6 separate regions of the Mus musculus genome follow, and all the other regions are linked to region 1. Evidence: chromatin contacts called from public Hi-C, HiChIP or PLAC-seq and promoter capture Hi-C data. All regions are on one chromosome and are shown on one strand. Each heading gives the region's core, a stretch centred on a gene start, on an enhancer-like site or on the middle of the called end of the contact. The rest is flanking DNA. Distances are from core to core; before and after follow the strand shown.

Region 1 (2,956 bases), core at 199-2,698:
ACAGAGTGGTGACAGACTGGAGACATAGTGGGCCCCAGAGCAATGGAACCTAGTGTGACAGACCATGACAAGAAGTTGGCTTCTTATTCTTTTTTTTTGTTTTTATTTTTCAAGACAGGGTTTCTCTGTGTAGCCCTGGCTGTCCTGGAACTGCCCCGAAGGTTTTTATTCTTAAAGTCAAGCTTTATCTTACATCTATGAGCTGTCTCACAATTACTACTTGATATTTATCTTGCTTTATCTCCACAAATAAGCAATAGCTAAAATTATTTTTAATTTTTAGTTAACAATTTTATATCCAATAGATAATTTAATAATGAAATAAGCTACATTAAAATATCAATAAACAATTTATTTATAACTTACTTATACTTTACTTAGTAATTAATAGTTAAATAGTTAACTATAGAAGGTATGTTAAAAATGGATTGTCCAGTGGACAGACAGCTGTCTTCTGCAAGCTGTCAGGCAAGTTCTACACTGGGATGATGTTGGAGGTTAGCTGACAGGATCTAAAGATATCCACTCTGGGAAGGGAGAGAGGCCATCACGTCCATCCTGAATTTTAGATAGTGCTCATTTGTAGACATAAAAAAGAAGTGCTTACTGAAGTCCGGGAAGTCGGGGCAGAGCATTCTGTCGATCCTGAGTTTTAGGTATTGTTTATTTGTGGAGATTAAAAAAAAAAAAAAAGGATTTGATGAATTCTAGGAAGGGGAGAGGCCGGTCTAGCCACGTTTTTTGTGGAGATGAAATCGGAGAGGGGAAGCAAACAGCCGCAAGTAAAGGGTTCATTGCACCAGTGAGCAAAATCCTAAAACTAGCCCTTGGCCCAGGCAGGGTTAACTCCCTCAAAGGACACCTCCGCTTTCCGAATCCTGAAAGCAAGAGAACCCCTCGAGCCGGTACCGAGTGAAGGGTGTCGACAGCTCGGGCCGGATCCTGGCACAGCGCCTACACAAGCAGAAGCCTGTGGCTTCGGAGATCAAGGGACGCCTCAATACAGGCAGCCGCGCCCCACCGCGCACTTCCGCCCAGGCCCGAGCTCCACAGAGTCCTGTCGGGACAGACCCAAGACCCCAGAATGCGGGGTGGGGAGGTGTGGTGGGGTTCGGCGCGGAGGACCCTGGGAGGCGGCGGGGCGCGAGGCCAGGGAACACTCGGAGACTCGAGGCCACCGAGGCAGCCGGAACGCCAAGCCCGGAACCAAAGCGCTTACCTTTCGGGGATGTGGTTTCTGCCCTTCTTCTTGGGTGGGGCACAGGCAGCAAAGTCCCGGCCCCGTCCACGACCATGTCGGCCATAATGCTGGTTCATGTGGGCGCAGAGATGCCGCCCACCCAACGCCAGGCGTGCCAGAGCGGCCAAAGTGGCGACTTCAGGGAGGCCAGAAGAGGCCGCGGGATCCAGAGGCGCCCGCAAAGGAACGCGACGCGTCGACGTCTCGCTAGGGCGCATGCGCCTTGCCCCGCCGTGCTGACGACACACGTCGCACTGAAAGTAGGGTTTGTCAGCCTGCCTTCGGTTTCGACTGTGCTGCACTTAGCTGGAGGCCGGTTTTGTAGCTATGTGAATAATTGCTAGCGCTGTAAGACCCCCGATGCTGGGCCTCTGCTCAAGTCCTGGGATGAACTGGCCAACACCCCAACATCTCGAGAGAAAAGATGCACCTGATGCAAACTGCAAGAGGTTTTATTATCAGCTAGCTGAGGAGAAGTCCCTCTGTCGTGCAGGGCAGAGGAGTTCAACCCCGAGCGGTGACATTAGGGGACTTTTAACAGCTAGCTGAGGAGGTAGGAGGAGTTGGGAGGAGAGTTGGGAGGAGTTGGGAGGAGAAGTGGGAGGAGTTGGGAAGAGCTCTTCTGGGCGTCCTTGGTGAAATTTACAAGGCAGGAGTGGGGAGTGAGTTCTTTCTGAATTTTTATCTCCGTGTCCTCGGCACAGGAAGGCAGGCATCTCTGGTTGTACAGTATAGAAACAAAAAGGCTTTTTGCTGGCTATAGAGAACAAAGAGCTTCTTTCTAGCTGTATTTTTAAAGATCAGGGAAAACAAGCTTGGGGAACATCCAGGGGCTTTACCTTCCAGGGAGAAACGCTCTAAGTTGGGGTCTCATAGCGCCACCCGAACTGCTCCAAATGAGGAACAGACAATCCAGCCCCAACCCTCTGATCCCTGCATTCTTCGTGAACGTTGTCAATTGTTTACATTTTGTATATACATGATATTTGCTTTCACACGGGTGTATCTTTTTTTTCCGCCAAAAAGAAATAAATCAAAAGTTTTATACAACATATTTCTCCTTATTTGATATATTTAACATATTTCTCCATCCATATATGTGTGTATAGTGTCACAGGCAGGGAAACATACATATTCTTCCTAATTTTGAATGACACAGGACACTTATTATAACCAACATAATTAAAAATACCAACTTTTTTTTTTCTTTTTCGAGACAGGGTTTCTCCGTGTAGCCCTGAATGTCCTGGAACTCACTCTGTAGACCAGGCTGGCCTCGGACTCAGAAATCTGCCTGCCTCTGCCTCCCAAGTGCTGGGATTAAAGGCATGCACCACCATGGCCCGGTCCAACTTTTTTTTTTAAGATTTATTTATTTATTATATGTAAGTACACTGTAGCTGTCTTCAGACACACCAGAAGAGGGTATCCGATCTTATTACAGATGGTTGTGAGCCACCATGTAGAAATGAAATTGCTGGGATTTGAACTCACAACCTTCAGAAGAGCAGTCGATGCTCTTAACTGCTGAGCCTTCTCTCCAACCCCCCCCCCAACTTTTTTTTTTTTTTTAAACCATTCCAATATTGAAATTCCTCTACCTGTTTGGAGTTTTTTTGTTTTAAGGTAAGTTCTCATTATGTAATGCTCTGTGATCTGGAACTTGCTTTGTAGAGTAACCTACCCTTGAAATCACAGAGATCGGCCTGCTCCTTT
Region 2 (2,956 bases), core at 138-2,637, 890 kb before region 1:
AACTATTAAGGACAGTTATTTCCAGGAATGACACTGAGAAAACTTGCTTGGCACCAAAAATGGAGCCTGGAGAAGAATGCTGTGCAAGTGAAGCTAAAAGTAAAAGTCCCAGTCTTGGTCACTCGTGACAGGGACAACTCTCCCCATGAAAATGCCAACACTGATTAGTGATGCTCTATGGAGGGAGGCGCATTGATATATATTGTACAAGGAGGGGTAAAGATGATTTTCAACTCATGTACTGAACAGAGACCAGAAAGTACTACAGGAAAGGATTGGAAGGAACTAGTTCTAGGACACCAGGAAACTGAGGGGGGGGGTGTTCAAAATTGGGCTTGCTGAATAATTTTCAACAGGAAGTACAGCAGATGGCAATCCGCAACTAAGGCAGAACAAAAGTAGCGAAGAATCTGTGGGCTGTGCACAGTTCAGCTGAAGAGGGCTTGCCTGGCACACTGCAAGACATTGTGTTCCATCCACAACACCACAAAAAAATTAAAAAGACGGAAAGGCAGGGTGTTCAGTGCAGTGTCTGAGCTGGGAACAAGAAACCCATTTCCCTTCCTCTGCGACCTTGGATAAGTCACTCCTCTTCCAGGCATCTCGTCTGATACAGAGGGAACGGTAACTGTACCCCAGCGGTAGGATTGCTCAACGGCTTCCATAGATGTGTTTGCACATTAACTCACACAATGCCTCACGCTCTGTGTAACAAGTGCAAGGTAAGTAAGCCGAGAAAGGCCGGGTACGTCCTGACATCTCCACGGGCAATGCAGGTGGAAGCTCTCGGAGAAGGTGTCAGGGGAGGGAGCACAGAGCATGTCCAGGTAGTGGCAAGGTCCTGAGACTACACCTGGACTGGGTCGTCCTCACGAACTGGGCTCTCAGGCGAGGGAAGGTGGGAGGACACTTCCTCCAGGACCGAGAAAACCGGGACGCTCTCGGAGGACCTGTGATGGGCAGTTCCACAGCGCGCAGAGCCGGCGCTTGCTCCTGACTGAAGAGCAGCTAACCAAAGGGAGCGGCGGCCCAGTAGAGCCGCGCCTCACCCTTTCTCCTCAGAGTAGCTCCCCAGCAGGGCCTCGCCCAGGACGCGGGACACCCGCGACTCTCCCCACAGCCAGCCGCCGCGCTCCGCCTGCTCCAGCCGACCCGGCCCCGCCCCAGTACCTGAGCGTGGGCCCGATGCAGGCCGTGTCTGTGCTCTCGATCTCCCTCAGGATCCGCTCGTGCTCCGCCGCCGTCTCCAGGCTCTCCTCCGCCATCTTCGCCCGCTCCATCGCAGGGCGCTGCCGCGCGGCCCTCTCTCAGCGAGTACCCCACGATCCCTCTGCCCAGGATCTGCGGCCGCTGGGCCAGCACCCCGCAGCGCGACCCCGCCCTCGGATGCCACGCCCCCTGGCGTCAGCCGGGCCGCGAGCGTCGCGCGCAGCCCACTGGGATTCGTAGTTCTCTGGGTCAGGCTGAACTGGATTCTGCCCATTCACACACACTGAATCTGCGCAAATTGCCTCTACTTTGATATAGATGCAGAGCTTTACGACACATGTATACAGTGACATCAAATCAGGCAGTGGTACTAACCCAGCACATTTTTTTAAAATCGTTTATGTGTATTTTGCTTGTATGTATATCTGTGCACTACATGTATGCATGGTACCCAAGGAAATCAGCAGAAGGTGTCAGATCACCTGGGACTGGAGTTACAGATGGTTGTGATGTCACTAGTAGGTGCAGGGAAGAACCACAGTGTTCAGTGTTTATCAGCTGAGTCTTCTCTCCAGCCCCTAATATGAAGCCCAGGCTGGCCTTGCACTCATGATCATCCTGTTTCCACTTCTTCTTCTTCTTTTTTTTTTTTTTTTAGATTATAATATAATTATAAGATTTCTCCTTTCCCTTTCCTCCCTTCAAAGCCTCCTACATACCCCTTCCCCACTCCTCTTCAAATTCATGGCCCCTCTATTCACTGTTATTGTATGCATATATGCATATAAATATATACCTAAATATGTTCAGTTTGTATAATGTAACTTGAATGTATGTTTTCAGTACTGGCTGTTTCTGCCTCCACCTCTTAATCATTTCCTATGAGCAAGACCCACCACAACCAGCTTTCTTTTCTTTTCTTTTTTTCTCTTGAGAAAAGGTCCCATTATGTAGTCCTAGATAGAATTGAAATTCATTATGTAGATAAGATTGGCCCTGAACTCACAGATACCTACCTGCCTCAGCCCTCCAAAGTTCTGTATTTAAAGACATCTACCACCACATTTGGCCTTTTTTTATTATTAAAATAAAATTACATCGTTTTTCTACATTCCTTTTTCTTCCTTCCAGTCTACCTATGCACCCCTCACCTCCCACCCCAAAATCCTGGCCTTCTCTTCTCTAATTGTGTGTGAAGATGTGGATGTGTGTCTACACATAAATATACAGTTACAAGCTACTGAGTTGTTCAGTGTTGCATATATGTGATTTCAAGGCTGGCCACTTGGCATTGGATAACCAGCATAGAGGGCTCCCATAGAGAAAGACTCTCTTTCTCTCTCTCTCTCTCCTTTACTTGCCTGTAGTTCATAGGTGAATCTTCCCTGTAGTTTTTAGGAAACACAATCTCACAGCACATTTCCTGATCCTCTGGCTTTGAAATCTTTCTGACCCTCTCTTCAGAAATGTTTCCTGAGTCTTGGGTGCAGGAGTTGTGTTGTAGATGTAACCATTGGGACTGAGAACTCCATGGTCGTTCTTCTCTGTATTCTGACTGTTTGTGGTTTTCTGGAATGGTCACTGTCTGTTGCAAGAAACTTCTTTGGTGAGGTTGGGAGCCACACCTAAACTGTGGTTATAAGGTTATTTAGAATGCTATTAGCAATTATACTGGTTTACTACAGTAGCAGTAGTAGGTTCCCCTCTAAGATCCATAACCACACTAGCCCCAGCTAGTTTACTAGGC
Region 3 (2,956 bases), core at 299-2,798, 830 kb after region 1:
TTTCAACCTCTCCTGCACACTCTTTACAAAAGCATTAAATTAATTAATTGTGTGTGTGTGTGTGTGTGTGTGTGTGTGTTCTCCAAGCCCACAATGGGGTGTCAGACACCCTGGATCTGGAGCTTCAGGCAGTTGGGAGCCATCTGGAGTGGGTACTGGGAGCATCGAGTGTTCTTGAACCAAGACCTCCAGCCCCTACCTACTACTCTTGTGTTGGTTTTGGTTTTTTGTTGGCTGGGTCTTTCTTTTTTTGAAGGCCAGATCTCGAATAGTCCAGACTACCCTCCAATATTACCCTGAACTACCGATTGTCCTGAAGTATGAGATTCTATTCCTTTTAAATCTAAAACGGGAAGCTTCCAAAAGGGTGTTGCTTGGGTTGGGACTGTCATTTTCTCCAAACTGTCCTCAAAGGCAAACGTACACCTGATTTATTTGGAGCCAAGGATAAAACCCAAGGCTTCTGGTGTGCTGGGGGCACGCTATCAACTGAATATATGCCTGGTCCTCTCTTCTTGTTCTTCTCTCCTCCGTTCTCTAGGGACTCACGGCCATAAATGGAGTTGCTTCCCACCTAAGGAAACAGTGAGTCTGGGAATGATGGGCAGAGGGATAGGTAACAACCGGCCATCCTATCCATCCTTCCACCATCCACTAAAGTGCCCAGTTTTAATGAAAGGCGCAGTTGCTTAAGGCCCAGAGTGCTCCTCCAGTAAATGGAGGCTTTCATACCCTTGAGGTGCACATTGAGCCAGCAAAGTGTTAAACCGCCAATTGTCTTAGGCGCCAAAGTCTCCAACTGGTCAAAGCACCGAGGACTAAGTTAAAATGTAGACACAGGCAGACACAGAATAAAAACTAAGAATAAGATGATTCCTGGGCGCCAGGCACTGTGTGGAGACCGTTCGCTACAAGAGAGGCGAGGAGCGCCCTAAGAAGACGAGAAAGCAAACTTACTTGCAAAAAGAAAAGGCAACACAAGTAGTGCTGGAGTGAGCTTCAGAGAATGTTAACTCAGTGGCTTATCCTCAGTGCGGAGTCCCGGGGGGGCTTTGACTCAGCAAAGGACTGCAGGAGTGCTGTGCACCGTGCGGCACTGCCTGCTCCTCCCCACGTTTCCCAGGTGGCTGCTCCGGTCCGGGACCTCACGCTTCCAGGGCGCGGAGCCAAGTGGCCCAAAGAACCCGCCTCTGGTCACAGCACCCGGTCCCTGAGCCCAAGATCCCCAGCCACAGTCTAGGACAACCGGCAGGAGCCCAAGATTCCCAGGTCCAAGCCTAGGACAGCGGGCGAGCCCAGGATCCCGAGGTTAAGTTCAGGTTTCCAGGCCCCAGCTGCGACCCAGCCTAGGATTCCCCAAATGAAGTCTAGATCTCCAGGTCCGAGCCTAGGACACCTGCCCGGAGCCTAGGACCCACACCCAGACCCCAGAGCCCGCGGCGGAGGTCCGGACCACTGCCCTAAGCCCCTTACCTCTGGTGCGGAGAAAGGCTCTAGACTACGGCGAATGCCACACCCTCGTCCCGGCCGATAGGACCCGCCCAGTCTCGGGGTGGAGACTGAGCCCAAGTTCCTGGTTGTCCCTTTGCCCACAGGAAAGTCCCTCCCCGGAGAAGCGCAGCTAGAGCACGAGAATCGCCCCCAGCACCAGGAGGGGCCTGAGGCAGATCACGCACTCGGCCTTTAACCCCACTGAGGACAGCGAGCCCACTCAGGACCCTGACCCTGCACAACCAGACTCCCAGGGTCTCAGCCTCGCGTCCTGCTGGGGTCGCACAACGTACTTGGGGCCTCGGCGCTCCAGTCTAGAGTGTAACTTGAAAAATCAGAACGTGACATCTGAGGACACAGTCCATGTCCTCCTTTCACATTATAACATACGTTCCAGAAAATTCTCAGCAGTTGCACGCCTCCCTTAAAGAAGACAGATGCAATCCTCAAAGTCAGGGGAAGGGTTCTCGGAGACAGGTACAGGTCACCGTTGGGACCGGGGTTAGAAGCAACTCTGGGTTTCCCACTAAACTTCCAACTGAAGCATTTCTTGGTTGCTAGCCAGCCTGGTTCTGGCTCCTTGCTGGACACGGAGGCACATGCCTCTTGCTACAAGGATAATGAATGCTTGAAGAACAGAGGCAGGTGCAGGCAACAGAGGCTCCACAGGCAACCTCCAATTTCATTTAACAAAGAATGGGTCGCTTTGGGCAGTGTTTGCTCTCTAGCCAACCAAAACCTAGGTGGTCATTATTTTAAATTGTATCAGCAACTGTAGCTAGAGGAGGTGGCTTATTGTGTGGTCAGGAGGAGGAAGGCTGAGGGGGTCAGGAGGAGGAAGGCTGATCTAGACTTGGGCCTGTTTTTTCATGTTCCAAAGTCTATATGTTTCTAAGCTTCCACAAGGGAAGACAAAATTAATCATGGTAATAGGAAGGACAAAATGAAGATTCAAGACTATTGTATCCTTTTAAAAGTAATTACATGCAGGGGAGGTGGGGTGGGGGGTGGATAAAGGTTAGTGTCTAGGAACTGTAGTTAGCCCACAGCTAAGCTGATCTTTATAGCAAGTGCAACCAGGCCACAGGCCTCTGATGTCACTTCTCCCAAAGTCTGCCCTAGCCCAGGTAGGGAAGCCACAGACAGAGGCTTTTACTATTACATATAAATACGTGTGCATTTTACTTATTTTATGTGTACAGATTTTTGTCTGTCTGTATGTCTACACACCAGCATAGGATCCCTTGGCTGCTGGGAATTGAAGACCTGTCTTCGGGGAAGACTCAGTGCTAGTCCCCACCTGAGTCTTTTATGGGAAACAAAGGCCAGGACTCCATCTGACCCAGGCTCATCTGGGATCTGAGGTCTGGGATCAGGGAAGGGCTGACCTCCAGTAGGAGTCTTGACTCTTTCTGAGCTCTGACAGGTGACATGCGACTTCTTCCAACAGATGGCAGGCTCTCCT
Region 4 (2,956 bases), core at 260-2,759, 590 kb before region 1:
TTTCTCTGTGTAGCCTGGCTGGCCTGGAATACAGAAATACACACAGCTCTGTCTCTCAAATGATGGCGTTAAAGGTGTGTGCCACCACAGCAAAGACAAATCTTAGGTTTTGATCTTAACCCTACAAAGGACACACTCTGACAAAATAAATGTTTAACCTCCTACCCTTCCCAGGCTTTGGTGTCTCTGGCCTTTGAACCCAGCATTGGGGAGGCAGAGACAGTAGAATCTCTGAGTTCAAAGGCAGCCAGGTCTACATAGCATGTTCCAGGACAGACAGCGCTACGTAGAAAGACCCTGTCTCGAAACAAAACAAAACAATAAGAACTTTTCCTATCCTTTCTAGAGAAAATAATCCGGAGAACTGAGGGCATTATAACCACTGTCCCACTGACCCAAGCTGATTCAAATGTACCCTTCTTTACTCCGAGGTGGGCCAATGCTCTCAGTCCTGGTACCCTAAGACAGAGTCACAGAGTACGTCTATACGGTGAGGTGTATCCCTGAACGTTCAAAGGCCAAGTGTCCTGTGTAACCCCTGGGAAGGCTGGGGTGTCTCCCTTCAATCTTGCCTTGGAAGATAACACCTCACCTTCCTGCTTCTACAAGGTGAGACTTCCTCTCCACTACCTACAGGCTAGTCACCTCTTTGAGGAAAAGAAGGCAGACCCTGAAGTCTTTAAATTTCCCTTCTTGAATTCCCACAGCCTCAGAATCCCATTCCGAACTTTCCTTGGCCATGTACTGCCAACGCTTGGTCACTACACCAACTCCATCAGGCCTTCCAGGCCCACCAGGCTGCTGGGGAGACAGTCAGGGGGAATTGGGGAGGGCAGAAGGCTGAATGAGAAGTAACAAACAGTATACGGGTTTGTGTCCTTGAGTGGGAGGACCGGGTCCAGACGTCCCAACCAGCCCCGCCCGGTTAGGCCTTCAACCGTTTTTGTCCCTGCTCCCAGCGCCCCAGACTCACTGCGTGTGCTGGGCGCGGCCTGCGCGGAAGACCTCGTCCAGAGCTACGGTTGCCCGGCCCAGAAACTTGTCCACGCCGATGAGTGAGCGATGCATGGTGGTGAGCACGAGCTCGCAGGCGGCGTTGGGGCCGGAGGCCCAGGGCGCAGGGCCCGCATCTGCCTCCTGTGCCCGCAGCAGGCCGTCCAGGGCTCCAGGCGGTAGCTCGAACGAACACTCTTCGCACCATTCCGGGCAGCCTTGCGTCTTCTCCACTACCGAGGTGCTGTACTTCTCTCGGCCCACCTGGATCACCGTGTACGCGTCGCTGGTGCTGCCGGCGCCCGAGCTCTTGCCCCTCAACCCGCTGGCCCGCAGCACGGTCACCTGGACATGCGTGGGCAGCCAGCGGGAGGATCCGGCCGCCGGCTCAGGGTCCCGCACCAGAGCCATGGCGGACCCTGGGACAGAGTGACAGACGTGGCAGCCGCGGGATGCTGTCAGGAGCCGGCTCCCCCGCGCCGCCTGCAGCGCACCGACCGCCGCAGCTGCGGGCTGGCCTGGGCCAAGCGGGCCGCCGCCTCCCCGCCGCCCCGCCTCCCGGGCGGCCGGCCGCCCCGCGACGTCACGCCCCGCCTAGGCCCAGGCCAGGCCCCGCCCCCAGTTCCACCAGCATATAGCTGCCTAAGAGCTAAAGAAACCCAGAGAGGGGCGCGGCCTCTGCAAAGATGTGGGCGGGGCTTTCTCACTGGCCCAGCCCCTCTGGGGGAACCTCAAGCTCCCGCTGCTCTTCTAAAAGGTGACCGGTGCAGAAGGGCGCGGCCTCTGCGTGTGTTGGGGGAGAGGATTGAGATCTGGCCATGCCTTAATCACGACCGGATTCGCTTGTGCACAGTGCGGAACTGCAAAGGAAGAAATGGAGGGGGCTAGGGACGAAGGCCGCTTGCAGCCTCTGCAGAGAGGTGGGCGTGGTTACCACCATGGCCCCGCCCCGTTTAGGCAGCGACTCCAAGCTAGAGAGCCGAACCTCTCTGCATAACTATCCACCGCGCTCTACCTGGACAGTGTCAGGGTTTTCTGCAAGCTCCTGTACTCCTGAAAGCCCTCGCTGCTTCGAAGATCCATTCTGCTCGGCGTGGATTTGAGGGTAGATAAGATGCCTACTCTAGAGACCCCCTAAATCGCACATGCGCTCCCATTTTCAACTCTCTACATATATGTGATGACCTAGAGCCGCCGCTGGGAAATCACTGGAGTGGGACTTAAAACAATCTTTTTCTGCTTTGATTTTTCCCCCACTCCCTTTTTTTTTTTTTTTTTTTTTTTTGGAAACGGAGTCTCTTCTGGCTCTCCTGGAACCTGCTATGTAGATTACGGCTCGAATTGTTAAATTCCTGCCTCCACTGAGTGCTGGGATTAAAGGCGTGCCCACTGGTTTTAAAACTTTTGTGTGGCCAGGTGTAGTAGTGCTCACCTTTAATCCCAGCACTTCCACTTGGGAGGCAGAGGAGGAAAGATCTTTTTGAGTTTGAGACCAGCCTGGTCTACATAGTGAGTTCCAGGCTAGCTAAAACATTAGCCTTATATACAAACAAGGCAAACAGGGCCTTGTTGGTAGTAGACAAGCATTCTACCACAGGACTAATCTTCCACCTCTAAATCCATTCATACTTGCCTACTGTGTGTTGTGTTCTGAGAACTGCCAGCACACTTGTTTCATTATTAAGATAATGGTTAATAATTATGGATGCTGAATTTCAGCAAGAGTCGGCCAACAACTGACTCATGAGCTTTCTGTGCATGACCTCACTCATTCTTCAGAGCCACCCTATATGTGAATTTGGTTTCCCAGAAGGCAGAATTATAGGTTAGATAAATTTACCTAAGATGCATAACAAAGAAGCTGTTGTAGCACAGCCTATAATCCCAGGACTCTGAAGGCAAATTCAAGGCCAGCCTGGGCTACATGGTGAGCCTTTACTTTTTTCTGTTAACTTTCAGAGCC
Region 5 (2,956 bases), core at 264-2,763, 560 kb after region 1:
ATTAACGGCTGAACAGAGAATGTGATTTTTCTTTAAATTCTTAGCGGATGATAAAGTGTAGAAACTGAACACTTACAAATTATTTAAAACCTGGAATTACCGACCAGAAATTACACAGTTGGATCATGGGAAACAGCAGGAAGGGGGTTACGAGCGAACCTACGCTGTTCTAGCTGCACCCCATCCCCTTCTCAGAGGAAAGCCTGGCATTGATTAGATACTGGGCCAGGCTAATACTGGCAGCCGAGCCAGTAATAGTGACCTGCCTTCCAGAAGAGCCTTCCACCGGGTTGGCAATTTTGATCTGGGCCCCGGACATCTGGCGGATCTCATTGATGTTGGCGCCTTGGCGCCCGATTATGCAGCCGATTAAGTTATTTGGAATGGTGAGTTCATGGGTGGTTTGAGTAGATGCATCCAAACTTGCCCAATAGCCTTTCACCTCTGGAGAGCTGGAGTCAATTCCGGCGAATCCCGTCCCGCCGTGCATCATGGCAAAGTGAGACTGTTGTCTTGCCACCTGGTTCAGCTTGGCCAGATCCAGCGGAGAAATGGTGTGTTGTCCTTGAATCGAGTAGGCGTCTAGAGGTGGTCCCTCCAGGTCGTGGGTGGCGTGGGGGTAGCCCGCCGCGTCGCTGCAGCGATCTTGGCCGCCCGCGCAGATGACTGGCGAGCTGGCCGGCATGGGCTGGTACGGGATGGTCATGACTCTCCCCTGTGGAGACTGGGAGAGCGTCTCCAGCATGACCAGGCAGATCTGCTTCACACACTCGGTGACGGACTGCGGCACGCCGGCGATAGTGATAGCCCGCTCGGTCGAGTTGGGCAGCATATCCCCCGCCACCTGGACCTGGGCCCCGGTGCTCTCGCGGATCTCCTTGATCTTGCAGCCGCCCTTGCCGATCAGGGAGCCACACTGGGTGGCGGGCACGACCAGCCGAAGTGTGACCGGGGGCCTGCTGGCCGCCGTACTGTTGGTCATGGAGCTGTTGATATCTTCCTCCAGCTTGTCGATGATCATGGCGAAGGCCTTAAAGATGGCATTGGTAGGCCCAGTCAGCGTGATGATCCTCTCCGGGCAGTTCCCCTCCGAGATGTTGATCCGCGCGCCGCTCTCCTCGCGGATCCTCTTCACCGACTCCCCTTTCTTCCCGATGATGCTGCCTACTTCCTTTCCGTGCATCAGCAGCCGAATGGTGAGAGTCACGTTGAGTCCGCTTTCAGTCACACCGGCGTCCATGGCGAGCGGCGGGCGGCGTTCGGGAGTTGGGCTCGTTACGTGGTCAAGTCCTGGGCGGCTGGCGGGGGAGGGGAGGAGTAGGCCCGAACTGCCGGCGCGAGGCGAGCGGGGGGCCGCAGGAGCGGGCGGGCGCGGGCGGGAGGCCGCGGCGGCGTCGCAGGACTGGCGGCGGCGGCGACGGGGGCGAGCGGGACCGGGAGCGGTCGACGGGCGGGTGGGCGAGGGCGCGGCGGTGGCGACTCCGGCGGCAGCCTCGGCGGTCTGGGCGGGGCGGGAAGCCCGCTTTCAACCCCGCGTACCCTCTGACCCCGGAAGTGCTTTCCGCGCAGGACCCCTAGGAGAAAAAAAAGAGGACCGGCTTTTTTAGGTCACAAGACTGCGCCAGCGCGCGCGACCCTTGAGAAAAATAACCCGGTGGCACCGCCGTCGGGTTGAAAACGGACAACGTGGGCAAAACTGGGGACCCGGCAGAGATTGAGAGGGAGCACGTGTTTTGTTAACCCTAGCGGCTCCGGCAGGGGACTGGGAAAATATACTGGTTTTGTGCCGGGGACAGATAATTGTTTCCCGGTCCGCCCAAGGATTCGATGGCGGAGCGATACAGGCATCGGCGGAGGCCGCTGCAGGCGGGAGCTAGGCCGCCGCGGGTCGAAAACGTGCGCGGGAGGGGACCAGGGCGCATGCGCGGCAGCGAGGGGGGGCGCGAGCGGCCCGCGTTGGCTTCCGTGGGGGGAGGGGCGGCGAGGCGAGGCGCGGCCCGGCGGCTGTGCACGCGCTCTGCTGGGCACGTGGGGCCCCTTCGTCCCCGGCGTCCGGGCGCCTGGTCCCAGCCCCCACCTTGGCCTCCGTCCGGCGGCTGCGTCCGCGACGCAGAGAGACTCGAGCGAGAGTCACCCGCCCCGGCGAGTGCCGCTCGGGCTAGTGGCGTTAGGAACGGGGGCCGCTGGAATGGCGTCCACTTACATAATGCTTTGTTTGCACTTGGTCGGCTCCGGTTAGGGAAGCCCTCGGAGGCGCTACCTCCTGCCCTCGTGTTTTATGTCCCACGATAGTTCCCGAGACCTTAGAGGAGCGGTGCGCACTGACGGCGTGCCGGCATGGCCCCCCGCATGTCCGCGCTGGCTCGCCCGCCGCCTGGACCACGCTTTCGGGAGGCGGCCAAGCCTGGGCGCCGCCGCCATCTTGGGAGGTCGCCCTGACCGAGGCCTCCCGCCGGGAAATGGCCCTCGAGACGCTGGAGAGCGCCTTGTGCTTTCTTTGCCGGCTCCTCGTGCCGCCGCCATAGTCAGCCTGGAGGAGGTCGTGTGAAGGAACGTGTTGTTTAATACTTGGCCGAAAGGACCAGCGTGGCGTTCCTCACCCCACCGCCACCCCACCCCCGAGCGGGGAGGGCTGGCGGCCATGTTTCCCAACAAAATGGCGACACGTGTCGCCATCGAAAAATTGGGCCGGGTCTGAAAGCTCTAGAATGTGCCTTTCATCAGTCTCAGAATTTCCCATAGGATGAAACAGCAAGAGGTGCTTTTGGAAGAAAGTTAATTCCCTTGGTGGGCAGGAGAATAAATAAAATGCAGGCCTGACACGGGATTTTTAAAAAACTGAGTAATGGCAGGCAGGTGTGTGCCTGTGTGTGTGCGTGCGCGCGTGTGTGCACAGTATGTAACCAAGTACCCAAGCATCTAGAAAAAATTTCTAGTTTTTTTCTAGATGTTGTAC
Region 6 (2,956 bases), core at 176-2,675, 530 kb before region 1:
TGGTGGTGGTGGTGGTGGTGGTATATGCCTTTGATCCCAGCACTAGGGAGGCAGAGCTTTATTGAGTTTGAGTTCCGCCGCCTGTTCAGAGTGAGTTCCAGGACAGTCAAGGCTACACAGAGAAACATTGTATCAAATGCAATGCCCCCCTCCCCACCAAGAGAGAACTTGTCTTAAAAAAAAAAAGACAAAAACTCAATCACTTACTAAACAATTACTAAGTTATCTCCCCCACCCCCTAAAGTCACTATGAAACGATAGCAGAGCAGACACAGGTCCCCTGTCAACTGGAATAGTCAACTGGGACACAAAACAATAAAAGGTATAGTAGTCAGGTCTAGTTGCAGAAATAGACCTGTCCTCTCTCCCAGCCTCGTGTACATTCATTTTTTGTGTCTACTTAAGGGGTCCTCATATGTGAGGTCCATTTATTACTGCTCCATAAACCACACTCTGCAATGTCAAGAAAGTCCCCAACTACTCTGAGGCACTGATCCAACCTAGTTATTTATAGAAAAAGGAAATCATTTTTTCTTCTTTTTCTTTTTTAACTTTATGCATGTGATTGATTTGCCTTTATGTATCTATGTGCCTGCCTGGTGCCTGAGGAGGTTGGAAGAGGGGTCATCAGAGCCCCCAGAACTGGAGTTACAGATAGTTGGAAACCAGTATTGGAAACCAAACCAGGATCCTCGGCTAGAGTATCACGTGCATTTCTCTTTCAGACAGGTTTCATGTACTCACTACGTAGTTGAGGGTTGACCTTGAACTTCTGGTCCTCCCTGCCCTCACCTCCTGAATGCAGAGGTTATAGGCATAGTCGGAATGCTGGTTTTAAGCAGTGTTGTGGCTCAAAGTTCTGCACTCATGTGTTCAAAGCAAATCTCTCCCAAACATAGAATAAAAATGTTGCCACCAGAGGGAGGGAAAAATTTTAAACCGAGTGAGCCCAGCATCCAACCAGGATGGAGGGTCAAAGCAAAAATAAGACAGTCTTCTCTGGGTCTAAAAACTTTGTTCGGTGTTGGAGGTAATGACGAGGGGCTGCTTAAGCAGGAAGAGGGCTGCAAACTTTTGGCCAGCCTGGGATACATAGTGAGACCCTGTCTCAAACACCAGACAGTGGGAAGAGCAACTATGGACACTTAAGAACACAGCTAGGATAGGCTGGAGGGTGGGGGGTGGGGAGTAGGGGGTCTTCCCCTGAGCTACTCCATCAGCCGTCATTCATGCTGTCCATCCGACATAAGCTACCGAGTCAGACACAGTCTACCAGAAGTCCAAGCACAAAGTCAGGCCAGGTTCCACCCAATCAAGCAACCAAGACACCAAAAGCCTTGAATTGCTAGCCACGTCCCAGGGCGGGGTAAGGTGGGGAAGGGAGCGCTCGCTGGCTCTGTGGGCGGGGCCTCCCGGGACGGGGTCAAGGGTCAGAAGGCAGAGGCGTGCCCAAGATGGCGGCCTCCATGTGCGACGTGTTCTCCTTCTGCGTGGGCGTGGCGGACCGTGCCCGGGGTTCCGTGGAAGTCCGTTATGTGGACAGCATCAAGGTGAGGCCAGGTCGGACCGGGCCCGGAGAGCCACGCGGGGGAACCCACGCTCACATTCTGGAGTCCGGGCCCCTCGGCGCCAGTCTGGTTGCTGCTTGGGCCCGGGGTGCAGAGTCGGTCCTCGTGCCCAGGCTCGTGGCGATATCGCGCGGGGGGAGGGAGGAAAGCCCGGTCCACTGGCGGGTGGCCGTGCTGCTGCTGTCCTGGGTGGAGTTGAGGCTCTGGGTAGACCTGGGGTTGAGGGATATCCTGGGCCAGATTAAAGCCAAGGCTATCTTGGTTAGGCTGGGGCTTAGTTAGCTACTATTCTGGCGGTAGTGAGGGGAGTACTTAGCCGAGGGAACGGAGGTATGAAGCAGACTGGGCTCCCCAGCGACCCTTCTGACTAAGGTATGGGTGGAGACTTGGAAAGAGAGCTAGGGAACTTGGACCAGAACCTACACACCGAGCACTTCTCCTGAAGGGTTTTAAGCAAGAGAATGACATGATTTCGTGATTCGTATTATGGTTCTTTTTTGTTGCTTCTGTTGTTGTGCTTTTTGTTTTTGTTTTGTTTTGAGACGGGGTCTCATTTTGTAACTCCAGCAGTCCTAGAACTCACTATGTAAACCAGGCTGCTCTGCCTCACCAGTGCTGAGATTAAAGACTTGTGCCAGTATGATCGGCTCTATTAATCGTGTTTTATTCCCTGTAGAATAGAAAATTCACATAAGTAAAGGCAAAAAAAAAAAAAAAAAACACTCCAAATTGTTCTTGAGGCTGGACTTGAACTCATCTACCAACACCCAAGTGCTGGTTAATGGGCCTTGTGGCTGAAACACCCCACCTCCATCCCACGTTTTCTTTTAATACATGTTTTCAGTACATCTTTAGTATCAGCGGTCCCATTTCTACTTGGTTAAAGAGTTGATTGATAGCCGGGCGTGGTGGTGCACGCCTTTAATCCCAGCATTTGGGAGGCAGAGGCAGGCGGATTTGAGTTCAAGGCCAGCCTGGTCTAAAAACCTACAAACCCAAGGAGTTGATCAATAAGAGTTTTGGGGTGGGGGGCGCACTTCACTCAACCAAATCCTTCTGTATGGCTCCTTTATGTTGTATCTTCTCAGTCCTGAGAGCAAAGGTCTCTGCTGGCTTCGCTGCAGACAGGCTTTTGTTCTCTCTGGCACTGTTTTCTCACTAGGTGCCTTTGCCAGTTGATATATGCAAAATGCTATGGTTTTGACTTCATTTGCATTCCCCTGGGTAAAAGTCAGGTTAAATAATCATAATAACAACATGCATATCCTTGGTCCTTGACCCAAGATGTTGTCATTTGCTGTCAGCATCTCCATATCTGTCCAGGTTCCCATTTTAAGTTTCTCTTATCTTTCTGTTCCATAGGCATTGAGAGCAAGTACTCCTATCTG

What was found. Promoter capture Hi-C pulls out the DNA fragments that hold promoters and counts their contacts. Hi-C and Micro-C count contacts between places; a contact is called where the count stands out from the background. HiChIP or PLAC-seq counts read pairs in DNA pulled down with a chosen protein or histone mark. Capture Hi-C pulls out chosen DNA fragments and counts their contacts.
Region 2: a contact with region 1 is called in a promoter capture Hi-C map of hippocampal neurons, with 5 times the contacts expected there. The contact joins the promoter of Exoc6b here to the promoter of Dusp11 in region 1. A contact is called at or near these places in 2 of 39 promoter capture datasets (cranial neural crest and hippocampal neurons) and 1 of 9 other capture datasets (pancreatic islet).
Region 3: a promoter capture Hi-C map of liver shows a contact between it and region 1, with 3 times the contacts expected there. The contact joins the promoter of Anxa4 here to the promoter of Dusp11 in region 1. A contact is called at or near these places in 1 of 39 promoter capture datasets (liver) and 1 of 9 other capture datasets (adipose tissue).
Region 4: a promoter capture Hi-C map of liver shows a contact between it and region 1. The contact joins the promoter of Rab11fip5 here to the promoter of Dusp11 in region 1. A contact is called at or near these places in 7 of 39 promoter capture datasets (3T3-L1-derived adipocytes, the C10 cell line, cranial neural crest and 4 more), 1 of 484 Hi-C or Micro-C datasets (nephron progenitors), 4 of 115 datasets of contacts at active chromatin or transcription factors (bone marrow-derived macrophages, extraembryonic endoderm stem cells, memory CD8 T cells and 1 more) and 2 of 9 other capture datasets (adipose tissue and liver).
Region 5: an H3K27ac HiChIP or PLAC-seq map of extraembryonic endoderm stem cells shows a contact between it and region 1. The contact joins the promoter of Pcbp1 here to the promoter of Dusp11 in region 1. A contact is called at or near these places in 2 of 484 Hi-C or Micro-C datasets (CD8 T cells and embryonic stem cells) and 2 of 115 datasets of contacts at active chromatin or transcription factors (extraembryonic endoderm stem cells and memory CD8 T cells).
Region 6: a contact with region 1 is called in a Hi-C map of B cells, with 15 read pairs. The contact joins the promoter of Smyd5 here to the promoter of Dusp11 in region 1. A contact is called at or near these places in 9 of 39 promoter capture datasets (the 3T3-L1 cell line, 3T3-L1-derived adipocytes, the C10 cell line and 5 more), 4 of 484 Hi-C or Micro-C datasets (B cells, CD4 T cells, LSK cells and 1 more), 6 of 115 datasets of contacts at active chromatin or transcription factors (the SCID.adh cell line, extraembryonic endoderm stem cells, forebrain and 3 more) and 2 of 9 other capture datasets (adipose tissue and liver).

What each region holds. Positions count from the first base shown.
Region 1 is chr6:85,960,219-85,963,174 of GRCm38.p6, forward strand. Dusp11 (dual specificity phosphatase 11 (RNA/RNP complex 1-interacting)) reads right to left here and starts at 1,449. Exons shown (of 9, transcript NM_028099.4): 1 at 1,220-1,449. The coding sequence starts at 1,317.
Region 2 is chr6:85,068,126-85,071,081 of GRCm38.p6, forward strand. Exoc6b (exocyst complex component 6B) reads right to left here and starts at 1,388. Exons shown (of 22, transcript NM_177077.2): 1 at 1,171-1,388. The coding sequence starts at 1,280.
Region 3 is chr6:86,792,036-86,794,991 of GRCm38.p6, forward strand. It overlaps Anxa4 (annexin A4), which reads right to left and starts at 1,549. Exons shown (of 13, transcript NM_013471.2): 1 at 1,474-1,549.
Region 4 is chr6:85,373,125-85,376,080 of GRCm38.p6, forward strand. Rab11fip5 (RAB11 family interacting protein 5 (class I)) reads right to left here and starts at 1,510. Exons shown (of 6, transcript NM_001003955.2): 1 at 974-1,510. The coding sequence starts at 1,404. 4933423K11Rik (a long non-coding RNA gene) reads left to right here and starts at 1,730. Exons shown (of 4, transcript XR_869208.2): 1 at 1,730-2,098.
Region 5 is chr6:86,524,676-86,527,631 of GRCm38.p6, forward strand. Pcbp1 (poly(rC) binding protein 1) reads right to left here and starts at 1,514. Exons shown (of 1, transcript NM_011865.4): 1 at 1-1,514. The coding sequence starts at 1,240. The coding sequence ends at 170. It overlaps 1600020E01Rik (RIKEN cDNA 1600020E01 gene), which reads left to right and starts at 2,655. Exons shown (of 5, transcript NR_037960.1): 1 at 2,655-2,758.
Region 6 is chr6:85,430,551-85,433,506 of GRCm38.p6, forward strand. It overlaps Smyd5 (SET and MYND domain containing 5), which reads left to right and starts at 1,426. Exons shown (of 13, transcript NM_144918.2): 1 at 1,426-1,550. The coding sequence starts at 1,455.